Linked DNA regions of Ovis aries: region 2 is linked to region 1. Evidence: chromatin contacts called from public Hi-C data. All regions are on one chromosome and are shown on one strand. The core of a region is the stretch at or near the end of the contact, and the rest is flanking DNA. Distances in the headings are between cores, read along the strand shown. Region 1 holds the start of ABCC1 (ATP binding cassette subfamily C member 1). Region 2 overlaps ABCC1 (ATP binding cassette subfamily C member 1).

Region 1 (5,716 bases), core at 1,170-3,669:
TGTCAGGGAGTCCCCTAAGGTATAAGTTTTATAGAGCAAAGTATAGCAAACTAAAGTGTCCATCTCAATGAATTTTAAAATGTTGTGTGTGTAGGTATAAACCACCTAATGACCACCAGATCAAGTTAAGGACATTTTCAGCTCTCCAGCAGGCTCTCTTGTACGCCTTCCTAATCATACTCCCTAACAGTAACCATTATTCTGATGTCAATCAACATCTATTAGTTTTCGCCTGTTTGACCTTTATCTATATGTGATCATGAGAAATATACTCTTTCGTGCTTGTCTTTTTCTGTTCCTTATTACATGTTGTGAGATTTGTCCATATTGTTACATGCACTAGTCGCTCGATGCTTTTTTTTTTTTTTGCTCTCTCATACTCTCTTGTGTGAATATGCCACAGTTCATTCATCCTTTTAACAAGTTGTTTCTAGTTTGGGGTATCTGAATAAAGCTGTTCTGAACTTTTTTGGTAGATGTCTTTTGTGGACGTAAGCACTCCTTTGAGAAATGGAATTGCTGTGTCACTGTGTACTTGCATATGTTTAGCTTTAGGAAAAACTGCCAAATGGTTTTCCAAAGTGGTTGAACCAATTTACACTTCCACTACGGTTTCAGTCATGCTGTAACAGCTGTGAGAAGATTTAGCGATTTCCTTTTAGTCATTCTGGTGGGTGTGTAATGGTATCTCACTGGGGTTTTACCTGCAATTTCCTGATGACTAATGATGGAGAGCACCTTTTCATATGTTTGCTCAATAAATACTTGTTGGAGGAATGGATGAATAAAGAATTTGAGTAAAAATGGAAATAAATCTGACCATCTTGGGCCCTGCTTAAAATCCATCAGTGGCTCCCAATCACTTATGGGACCAGGCTGAAATCTCTCCCCTGGGCAACATGGCCCTGCACACTCTGGGCCCTCCTGATCCCTCCTGCCAAAGATAAGCGCTTTCTGCTTCTCTCCCTGGATTCCTGTCTTCAGGTTCCTCCAGGGACTTGCTCTGTCCTGCTACATGGTTTTCCACAAACTATTTTCTTATCCCAGAACACAGCTCAGACCCCATGAAACCAGACTCATCACTTGTTTCCTCAGCTCAAAAGATTCTTCCTCCAGGCAGCCTTCCCTGACTTCCACTGCCAGTAGGCCAGGATCCTTTAAAACCCTCTTACTTCTACTTTCTTCTTAGGTTTTATCACAGCTATAAATACTCTTTATGTGATCATCTGATTAACCTGTTCCTCCCATAAAAAAAAAAAAAAAAACAAACCCCACACTTAAACCCTCACAAGAAACCTCACAAAGAAACACCCCCCCCAAGAAACCCCAATGCTTTATAAAAGCATTATAAGAGCAGAAACTTTGTCTTGTTTCTAGCAAGACCCAGCGTATAGTAAATGCTCAGTAGGTATTTGTTCACTATAAATGTCAAAGCAACAGACCAAAGAGCTTACCTGAAAGTAATTATCCCATAAAAATCCACTCACCCTGAGGGGGACCTAGGCCACTTACCGTCTACACCCCGGACAAAGTACTCTTGCCTCAACGGGCGTCAGTCTCCTCAACTGCAAGATGGGGATAATAACAGAGCTTACCTCTTGGGGTTCTAGTGAGCATTTCACAAGTTAGTTCAAGTTCATTGCTAACTCAGCCTTCAGAAGCCCCATGATTGTGAATGCTTATTTTTACTGTATCTCTAGGCCTCCCTTTCTTGACTTCAAAGGTGAGGATAATAGCCTGGTTATTTCCTGAGTGCTACAGAGAGAGAGGAGAAAATGCCAAGCTTCTCTGCACAGAGTTGTTCTGGATAGAGTTTGGAGTCTTCAGGCCTTGAGTCAGGCTGGTCCAACTCTGGCTATTTGTCAGCTGTGTGTCCTTGCGTCAGTCGCTTCATCTCTCTGAACCTGTTTCTCCATCTGTACAGCGCAGATTAGATTGAGTATCCAACTCCTGCAGTTTCCCAGTCAGCTCTTGAGCCAGCAGGCTGGGTTAGCCCAGAGGACCCTGGAGAAGTCACTCAACCTCTCTGCCTTCAGTTTTCTTCCTTCATGAAAAGGGAGTCACGCCGGAATCCAATGAGGACTCTGGCGCTCTGCGCTCATAGAGGGATCAGTGCATATTTTTGCCCCTGCTGGTTTCTATTACTGTTGCTGTCGTCTCGATGTTGCTACAACAGGATTTGAAAACTGGTCTGGGGTCTGGACGCAAGGGTCGCGCTCGGTCTTTCCCGAGCCTCTGATGGGGGTATGGTGGGGGTGGGATCGGGCGCCTGGGGAGGGCGGGGGTCCGGTCCTGGCGGCCGCAAGGTCTAGCGTGCAGCCTCTCCGCGTGGCCCACGCGGGCCGGGCGAGGTGAGCGGGGCGGGGTCGGGCGGGGCGGGGCCGCCGCATCGCCGTGACGCGCCGGCCAACCAGGCGGCGTTGCGGCCCCGGCTCCCTCCGTCGCTGCCTCCCGCCCTCGCCGCCACCGCCGCCGCCGCCGCCAGCAGCCGGGCCCGTCCGCCCGCCGCCGCCCGCCGTGCCCGAGCCGGCCGCATGGCGCTCCGGGACTTCTGCAGCGTCGATGGCTCCGACACCTTCTGGGTACGTGCTCGGCGGCCGCTGGGATCGCGCGGGGCCGGCGGACGCGAGCGGGAGCGGCAGGGAGGGCGGCCGGCGGGCTGGGAGGCCGGCCGGCGGAGGGAAGCGCCGGGCTCGGGCGGGTTGGGCCCGCGGTCCCGGGGTCCCTTGCCACCCCAACGCCGCACTCTCCTCCCCGCAGCCGGCCTGGCGGGGCCTGCTCCCCACCCTGCCCTCAGCCGGCCCCCTTCGGGAGCGCAGCTGATGGGGGCGGAAAACTTGGGTGACTGGGTTCCAGGGAAGCAGGGCGTTGGGGAGGGGTTGCAAATGCCCGGCTCTCGGGCTTTTTGGGAAAGGTGAGGGGCCAGAGCCTGGGAGAGGGGGCCGAGAAGAGGGGCCCTTTCTTCTCTGGGGTTCCCCCTCCGCTTGAAAATAACCTTCCACGGACGAAGACGCCAGAGATGGGGGTGTCTCCCTGCTTAAGTTCCCCCATCTCCTTTGTGGCTTGGAACCCCGCTTTCACAAACACCCGGTTGCCAAAGGGCTGAGCTGGGGAGGGGCTCAGACTGTGGAAAGGGGCTTCCAGTGGCTGACTTGAGGTTTGCCCCCTCCCCAGTTATTTTGCATACACGTTAATTTCCTGTGGTTGCATGTTTTTGACATCTTTTACTTTACTTCGGTTTAATTACTGTGGGTCTGGGTTGGGGGGGGGCAAGTTTGAGGGGACAGGGGAAGAATTAGGGAAGTTTCAGGAATAGCCAGGAAAGAAGGTGGGGCTGCTCACCCCCGCCCTGACTTGCTTGACCCTGGGGTCAGATTTGGGGATCAGCTGAGGATACCCAAGGGTCCTGGTACCAGTGGATTTTGTGCCGTTCCACACCTGAGACCCGCGGCTCCTCTGTGTGGGGACCAACCCCAGCTTCCTTCTGAATCTTTGCTGTTGAGGCTGGCCGGGTCTCCGGAGGCCACTCTGGCTTAATCCCCAGTGTCTTGGGCTTTAGTTTCTCTCTAATACGATTTGCGTCTGTTACAGGAAGCACTTCTGTGTCCTACTCTCTTGATTATTAACAGTAGGCAAACCTGGGCAGGATAGTTTTCCCACTTTTGTTTAGGAATCGGGAAACACTCCTGGTTCTTTGGAGCCAGCGATTAGCATCTCCAAATACCTTCTTGTTCTGTTTTGTGGTCCTCTCCTCGAAGGCTGCGTTTGGAGTGTTGATAAGTCATCTTTGAGGGCCCCATGGGAAGGGTTTATTGGGGTGATGGGGTGGTAGGTATCACTTGTTAGAACAACCACACACATCTGGCTGTGTCTCACATTTTCAGGCCAACGGGATTTACTTGGGGGCTGGAAATAGTACAGATGCTTTACACTCAAGGTCCAGGATTGATTGGGGAGCAGACTTGCAAAGTAGTATTATACTTAGCAGAGACAGGAAAATCTGAGGAGTCCTTGCTCCCAGTACCCAGTGTGGCAACAACAAGATTATTTCTGCAAGAATCAGATGGGGATCTGGCCTAATGTTGCTGTGATACTGGAGAATTTCCTTGTTTATTTTGTTCTGAATTACAGAGGGGATAAAATAGGTGACCATGAGTTCTTCACCAGGATGTATTTTATTGATGGCAACTGGCGGTTGATGGATGGCATCAGGTTTTCCAACATTGAATGGGTTTGGGGGTGTCCTCTATTTAGTTGAAGAAGCTCATCTGAGGAAGTCAGTTGTGTGTTTTGTTTTTTATTTTTCTCCTGCAAGGACTTTTGCTACAGAAATTGCCAGGTGGTTGGCTTTCCCTTCTGCCAGGCCCTCCATCTCCCTGCCAGTCTTTGGCCTTGCAGACTTTCCTCTGCCCTTCCTCCCTCTGGATTTCTGGACTCACTGGTTGTCCCAGTTTCTCAAGGTGCCCTGGAACCAGGGTTTGAGTGCAGGCAGCGGGGGCATGAGCACTTCCAGGTAGGCTGAGAAACCGAATGTAATCAAAAGCAGGTGACTTCTGTGTTTCCCAGGGCACCCACTCAAGGGCAGGAGAGACTAACCTGCCAGCCACTAGGTAACTATGTGATCTCGGGCAAGCCACTATGTCTGTCTGTGCTTCAGCTTCCTCATCTGTAAAATAGGGGTGTGGGCCCCCACAGTCTCAACCTCCTGCGGTTGTTTTGAAGAGTAAAATGAGTTCATCTGTGCAAGCCACTCAGCCCATGCCCTGCACAGAGGTAAACAATGGTTATTGCTTTCTTTCCAGAGATGAAGTTGTGTGTTTCAAGTTGCTGGTCCTTCCTTTGGACCGACTTCTTCTTAAGCTGGGGCATGGGATTGGGCCATCCATCCGGTCATGCCTGGCTCCTCTCTTGACCAAGGTCATGTGTTTAGAAATCAACGTGACTAGCCCACCTGAGACTCTAATCAGAGTTTTGTTCCTGAGTCTGCCTGCTTCTGAGCCCCAGGAAAGGGCCAGAAAAACCACACGATGTGGAAATAACCCATGGTGAGGGTTTGGCTGACTTACCACCTTCACTCAGGCAAATGCTCTGGGATGAAAAAAGAGGAACCTGGTTATCTAAATGGAAAATAGGGGCCAAGTTCACCAGCCCTGGGTTTGCTTTTTTTTTGAGGGTGCTTGGTGTGGGGCAAGTGGGAAGGGCTGTTTTGTGGCTGATGTTTGAATGATGGTTGGGCAAATAGGCCTGAGCCTCCCCTTGCAAGCTAATTTTTTAACAAAAAATTGTTTATTATTGCAAGTCCAGTGTAGAAAAATCAGAAAATGTTGAAAAGTAAGTGACAAGTCAGTAAGCAGTGGAGTATGGCGGCTCTGAGCAGTACTTGGATCCCTAGAGTTCAAATCCTGGCTCTACTCCCTGGGCAAATCACTCCCCCCAACTCCATGCCTCAGTTTCCACACCTGAATAATGGGGATGTTAACACAGTACCAAGCAAATCCTTGGCAGGTACTTAGGATGTTGTTGCTTGGTATACAGTTGGTATGGTGTTTGGTGGTTTAATTTCTTTAAGTCGTGTCCAACTCTTGCGACCCCATGGACTATAGCCATCCAGGCTCCCCTTTCCATGGGATTCTCCAGGGAAGACTACTGGAGTGGATTGCCATTTCCTTCTCCAGGGGATCTTCTGAATCCAGAGATTGAACCTGCCTCTCCTGCG
Region 2 (5,716 bases), core at 1,054-3,553, 120 kb after region 1:
TTCTTTCAAGTCTTTTTGCTGTGTATATAAGCTTTTTTTGTTTGTTATTTTTGGCTGCACTGGGTCTTCCTTGTTGCCCACAGACTGTCTTTGGTTGTTTGGGAGCGCATGGAGCTGGCTGGCCACTGTCTGGTTTCCAAGTGCGCGCTTCTCATTGTGGAGGCTGCTCTTGTGGAACACAGACTTTAGGGCACAAGGGCTTAGTTGCTCCTCACATGTGGGAACTTCCCAGACCAGGAATCAAACCTGTGTCCCCTGCACTGGTGGGTGGATTCTTAACCACTGGGCCACCAGGGAAGTTCTGTATAAGCTTTTTAATATGATTATCACATCATGCATATATATATATGTATACACACAATGAACATGCTCCTTAATCTGTTGTAAGCATTCCCCTGCACCCCATAAGAATTCTGTTTAATTTTTACATATTAAAAACTTGTTTTGGTTGTGAAAGAAATACATGCCCATAGTAACAAAACCAGACAGTATATGTAGAGTTAAAAAAAACAACAACAACAATTCTCCCTCATCCTGCAGCCCTAGCTGCTCTCAAAAGCAGGGGCCAGTGAATCTAGCCCACTGCCTGTTTTTGTAGGCAGCCCACCAGCCAAGAATGATCTTTACATTTTTAAGTGGTTGGAAAAAATCCTGAAGACAAATATTTTGTGACATAGGAAAATTGTATTAAAGTTACATATCCGCTTCCATAAATAAAGCTTTACTGGATCATGGCCAGCCCATCTGTTTATGTCTTGTGTATGAGCAGAGGGCCCATAAAGCTGAAAATGTTTACCATTAGGCTGTTTTAAGAAAAAGCTTGCCAACTTGTGTAAACGGTTTGATGCACATCCTCCCAGACTTTCAGTTAGATAAAATAGATACCCATGTACAAACGCTGTAGTCTTTTGGGGGTGGGGAAATGAAAAACTAAGTCACAGCATGCACATTATTTTGCAGGAGCGTCATTGTTTTATTCATCTACACATGGATGGTTCCTTCTCTGCGTCTCCTCCAGATTGTTGTTCAAAACCAACTGTCCTCATCACCCTTATTAAAATTGCAACCCCCCCACCCCCCATCTCGGTATCCTTTCCACTTTATTTCCACGTGCTCACAACACAGCACACAGCATTTTACTCATATCGGTCCGGACCCTAGAATCTGGAGCAAGGATCGTTGTTTCCCTCACTCCTGCCCGCGCCCCCCGACCCCCTCACCCTAGCTCCTGGCCTGCAGATTGCAGTGCTTCTGTGTGCCTGCATCCCAGGCGCATGTACAGGTGTGTGGGGTGGGGGTGGGATGAGAAATTCCCTCTTGCGCGCATGCGCTAATGTGGCCGTGTCTCTGCTCTCCCTGCAGACGCGGCTCCTGGTCACGCATGGCATCAGCTACTTGCCCCAGATGGATGTTATCATAGTCATGAGTGGCGGCAAGATCTCCGAGATGGGCTCCTACCAGGAGCTACTGGCTCGGGACGGTGCCTTCGCCGAGTTCCTGCGTACCTACGCCAGCGCCGAGCAGGAGCAGGGGCAGCCGGACGACGGTAGGGCTGTGTGGGCCTCCGGTGTGGGTGGTGCCTGGTCAGCCCCAGGTCTCCCTCTGAAAGTTCTCACTAGTCGCCCTGGAAGCTCAGGAGGGCATCAGGTGGGGGGCTAGGCCAGGCCCTCTAAGGAACCATCTGGAAGGACTTCCAGTTGAGAGGGAGTCCCAGTACTTTAGACAGCTGGGTCAGCAGAACTGGACACAAGTCCCAGTACTTTAATGTAATATATCTCTGGGCCTGTGGAGTTACAGGGGTTTCATGACAAAGATGGAGGTAGTGATAATTACAGTCCTCCTGGCTCCCAGGAGGCTGTGAGAAGCCAGTGGCACATTCACCTTGTTGTTCAGTTGCTCAGTCATAGCCGACTCCTTGCAACCCCGTGAGCACGCCAGGCTTCCCTGTCCCTTGATGTCTCCCAGAGTCTGCTCACATTCATGCCCATTGAGGGCATGAGGCCAGACCTGGGGGGTCATGAGGCCAGACCTGGTGGCTGAGCCTGCAGGTTGGAGGTTGGCAGGACCTTAGTTCCAGTCTCAGCTGCTGCTCTTTGCAGCTGTGTGATGTCTGGCCATTCCTGATGAAGCATTGAAACAACAGACCCGACCTTCTGGCGCCTGAATGTGCTAGATTACTGGAGCCTTTGGCACAGTGCCAGTGACAGCTGCTGCTGTTACTTTTCTTGGGAAGAGTGCACCCTGATACCCTACGCATGTGGCATCTGCCAGGTTCAGGTAGACCTGCCCACTTCTCAACCACCACACCTGCCCTGTCCTCACAAGAGCATGCTCTGAATTCTGGGCTGGGGCCTTACCCTGTCTTTATTTGAAGCAAACAGGGTGAGGTGTCTAAGAATCCTGTTCTCTCTTACTATGTGTATGTGTCTTAACTGGGTCGTACCTGACTTTGCAGTCATGGACTGTAGCCCACCAGGCTCCTCTATCCATGGGATCCTCCAGGCAAGAATACTGGAGTGGGTTGCCATTTCCTACTCCAGGGAATCTTCCCTACCCAGGGATTGAACCCGGGTCTCCTGCATTGCAGGCAGTTTCTTTACTGATTGAGCCAGCAGGGAAGCCCCGTTCTCTCCTTTAGTTGGTTTGAAATTCAGGGAATTGGTTGGCCTGCGGGTTGCCCTATATTTACGTCAGATGGGCATCTGGAACGGATCCTCTGCTGGTTGCTCCCCACCCCCTCAAGGAGCCTTGACCTGCCTTACACAGAGAGGAAAGAAGTCATTTGATGCCTTTTCTGCTTTGGTTTCAGCTGTTGCTAAAAAGAGTGGGACTAAAGCGAGATGGCCTGTCCTGCTGTGATCTCCCTCTTCCAGGAACTAATTACAGACTCCCTGGGCCCCTGGGGCGTGTTTGTTACATCCTCAGTCCCCAGGCAGGTCTCAGATAGGCTGTCTCCCAACCCCCCCACCCCACCCCCCGGTTGGGGCTGCAGGACTGTCCCGTTGCACAACTCCCGTGGGCAGAGTTGTCATCGGGGTGTCTGTGATGTGAGGATACACGTCAGTGAGTGATTGTTGACTGCTGACCAGGGCTTCTGTCCCCGACAGGGGTCATCACGTTGGCTCACTCACTCCTCCTCACAGCTTCTCATGGGAGGGAAGATGGTGGTGCCCAGTCCACCGGGGAGGAAACTGAGGCTTACAAGAAGCTCGTCCTGGGATTTCCCTGGCGCTCCAGTGGTTAGTACTCTATACTTCCACTGCAGGGGCTCAGGTTCAGTCCCTGATTGGGAAACTAAGATCCCATTTGCCAAGTGGTGTGGCTAAAAGATTGAAAAAAAAAAAACAAAAAAAAAACGGGGTCTTGTCCCTCGTGTGCCAGGGGCAGGCGGGTCCCTGTCTCGTGAATGCAGCTGAGCCCTAAGAAAGCTATTTACCATTCACTGATTGGTGTTCACTGAGCACTCAGCCATGTGTTAAGCTCTGCGTCGTTCTCCTAGGGCTACTGTAACGAGAGTCCCGCTAGCTTAAACAGTGGGAGTGGAGGCTGGACGTCTGAGGTCAAGGTGGCGGCCTTCTCCTGAGGGCCGTGAGGGTGCCATGCCTCTCCGCCAGCATCTCGTGGTTTGCTGGCGCTCTGTGGTATTCCTTGGCCTGCAGGAGCATCAGCCAGTCCTGCCTTCCTCTTCACACGGGATTCTTTTTGTGTGTGTCTCTCCAGATCTCCCCTTCTTACAAGGCATCAATTATATAGGATTAGGGTCCATCCTCAGGAGCCCACGTGAACAGTTAACACCAGAGACCATGGCTCCTCATGCAGTTACATTCCTAGGTACTGGAGGTCAGAACTTCAACGTATGAATTTAGTTGGTGGGGGATGTAGTTTGGCCCTTAAACTAGAAGCGTTCTAGATTTGGGGGAGACGGAAGTGAGCAAGATCCAGGCAAGTCCTGCCCTCACAGAGCTCAGGGTCTAGTGGGAGAGAAAGGCAGTCAGCAGTCAGCCAGTGGAAATGGTTCTGTGCAGCATTAAGTGCTGTGAAGGAGAGCACGTCGGGCAATGGGCTGAAGAGTTTGGGGGTTCAGGCACTTCAGGCAGCATGGTTAGGGTTCCCTGTGGGGAGCAGTGTTCTGACCCAAGTAACAGCAGAGGCCTCAGCCCTTGCATGAGCTCAGTCTGTTCAAGGAACAGGAAAGAGGCCAGTGTGGGCACACCATGGTGGGCAAGGGCTGAGGGTGGGAGATGAGGCTGGCGAGGGGGTTACCCGTCCGGGTCTTTCAGCGTGAGGAGTTTGGGGTTTGTTCTCATTGCAGCTGGGGAGCTGATGAATGTCAGAGACGGGCGGGCCCACAGCCAGACTGCTCAGCTTCATTCCTCTGCATGAGAGTTTGCTGGAGTCCTCCTGGTTTGGGGTTTTTCTTTCTTTTTTTTTTTTTAATGTGAGCCATTTTTCTGAAGTCTTTATTGAATTTGTTACAGTGTTACTTCTGTTTCCTGTTTTGGCTTTTTGGCCCTAAGGCATGTAGGTTCTTAGCTCCCAAGCAGGGATAGAACCTGTACCCCTAGCATTAAAAGGCAAAGTGTTAACCACTGGACCGCCAGGGAAGTCCCCCTAGTGGTTTTTAATAAGTCCTTTATTGAGATACAATTCACACATCATGTGATTCAGTGAGTTTTAGAAATACTCCAGTATTTTATTTGTGCAGCCATCACCAAGCTGAGTTTCAGAACAGCCTCACCCCCTCGAGGAAACCTCCCATCCGTTGGCAGTCACTCCCCATTTCCTCCCTGCCCTCTAAGTCCTAGGCAACCACTTCATCTGCTTTTTTTCCTTCTGATTTTTGAGTTGCAATTTCTTCTGATTTGCAGTTTACAAAGAACACTGTGTAAATCTGAGGCATGGGATTTGACTTAGTACATCCTGAAATAGGACCGCCATAAGTTTAGTGTACATCCATCATTTCATATAGTTGCAAAAGTAAAGAAACAGAAAAAGAATTTTTTTTTCCTGTGATGAGAATTCTTAATAATTACTAAGCAGTTTTAATTATATTAATCATGTGCATTATATTTCTAGCACTTACTTTATAACTGGCAGTTAGTGCCTCTTGACTGCCTTCATCCAATTCTTGCTCCCCCCACCATCTCTGGTGACTACAAATCTGATCTTTGTTTCTATTTTGTTTTTAAAGCGTAACTTACCTACAACACTGTGTTCGTTGCCGGTGGTATTTCTATTTGTCACGGTGGTCACCACACAAATCTACTTTCTCTATAGGTTTGTCCTACTCTGAACATTTCTGTACGAACAGGATTCTTTTGTGACTGGCTTCTCTCATTTGGTTAGCGTGACGTTTCCAGGGTCCGTCTGTGGAAGCTTGCATCAGAACTTCATTTCTTCTGATTGTTGAATCATATTCCGTTGTGTAGACACACCACATTTTATCTATCCATTCAATGGCTCATGAGCATATGAGCTGTTTCCCGTTTTGGACTATTATGAATAGTGCTGCTGCGAACCCTAGAGGTTTTAAAAGAAAAGTATTTACTTTTGCCAATGTGAGATAGCCAACTCTCCCTTTAAGCATTTAAATGCCCGATCAAATGAGTTTCTACATGTCTATGCTCCTGTGGTCGGAAAGTTCTGCTGCAAGTCTAACCAGCTCTCCTCTTGCTACAGAGTCTCCTTTCTCAGATTGTCTCTTAGCCCAAGTCAA

What was found. Hi-C and Micro-C count contacts between places; a contact is called where the count stands out from the background.
Region 2: a Hi-C map of muscle shows a contact between it and region 1, with 2.7 times the contacts expected there. The contact joins the enhancer-like site here to the promoter of ABCC1 in region 1. A contact is called at or near these places in 2 of 16 Hi-C or Micro-C datasets (blood and muscle).

The regions. Positions count from the first base shown.
Region 1 is chr24:14,817,666-14,823,381 of ARS-UI_Ramb_v3.0, forward strand. It overlaps ABCC1 (ATP binding cassette subfamily C member 1), which reads left to right and starts at 2,420. Exons shown (of 33, transcript XM_060406312.1): 1 at 2,420-2,582.
Region 2 is chr24:14,939,383-14,945,098 of ARS-UI_Ramb_v3.0, forward strand. It overlaps ABCC1 (ATP binding cassette subfamily C member 1), which reads left to right. Exons shown (of 33, transcript XM_060406312.1): 20 at 1,363-1,546. Among named protein-coding and RNA genes, the nearest start is that of ABCC6, 100 kb to the right of the region's middle. Within about 2 kb of position 2,304, at least 5 of the 54 cell types and tissues checked have an H3K27ac peak or open chromatin away from gene starts, as enhancers often do. A contact at or near this core is called in muscle, where this site is marked.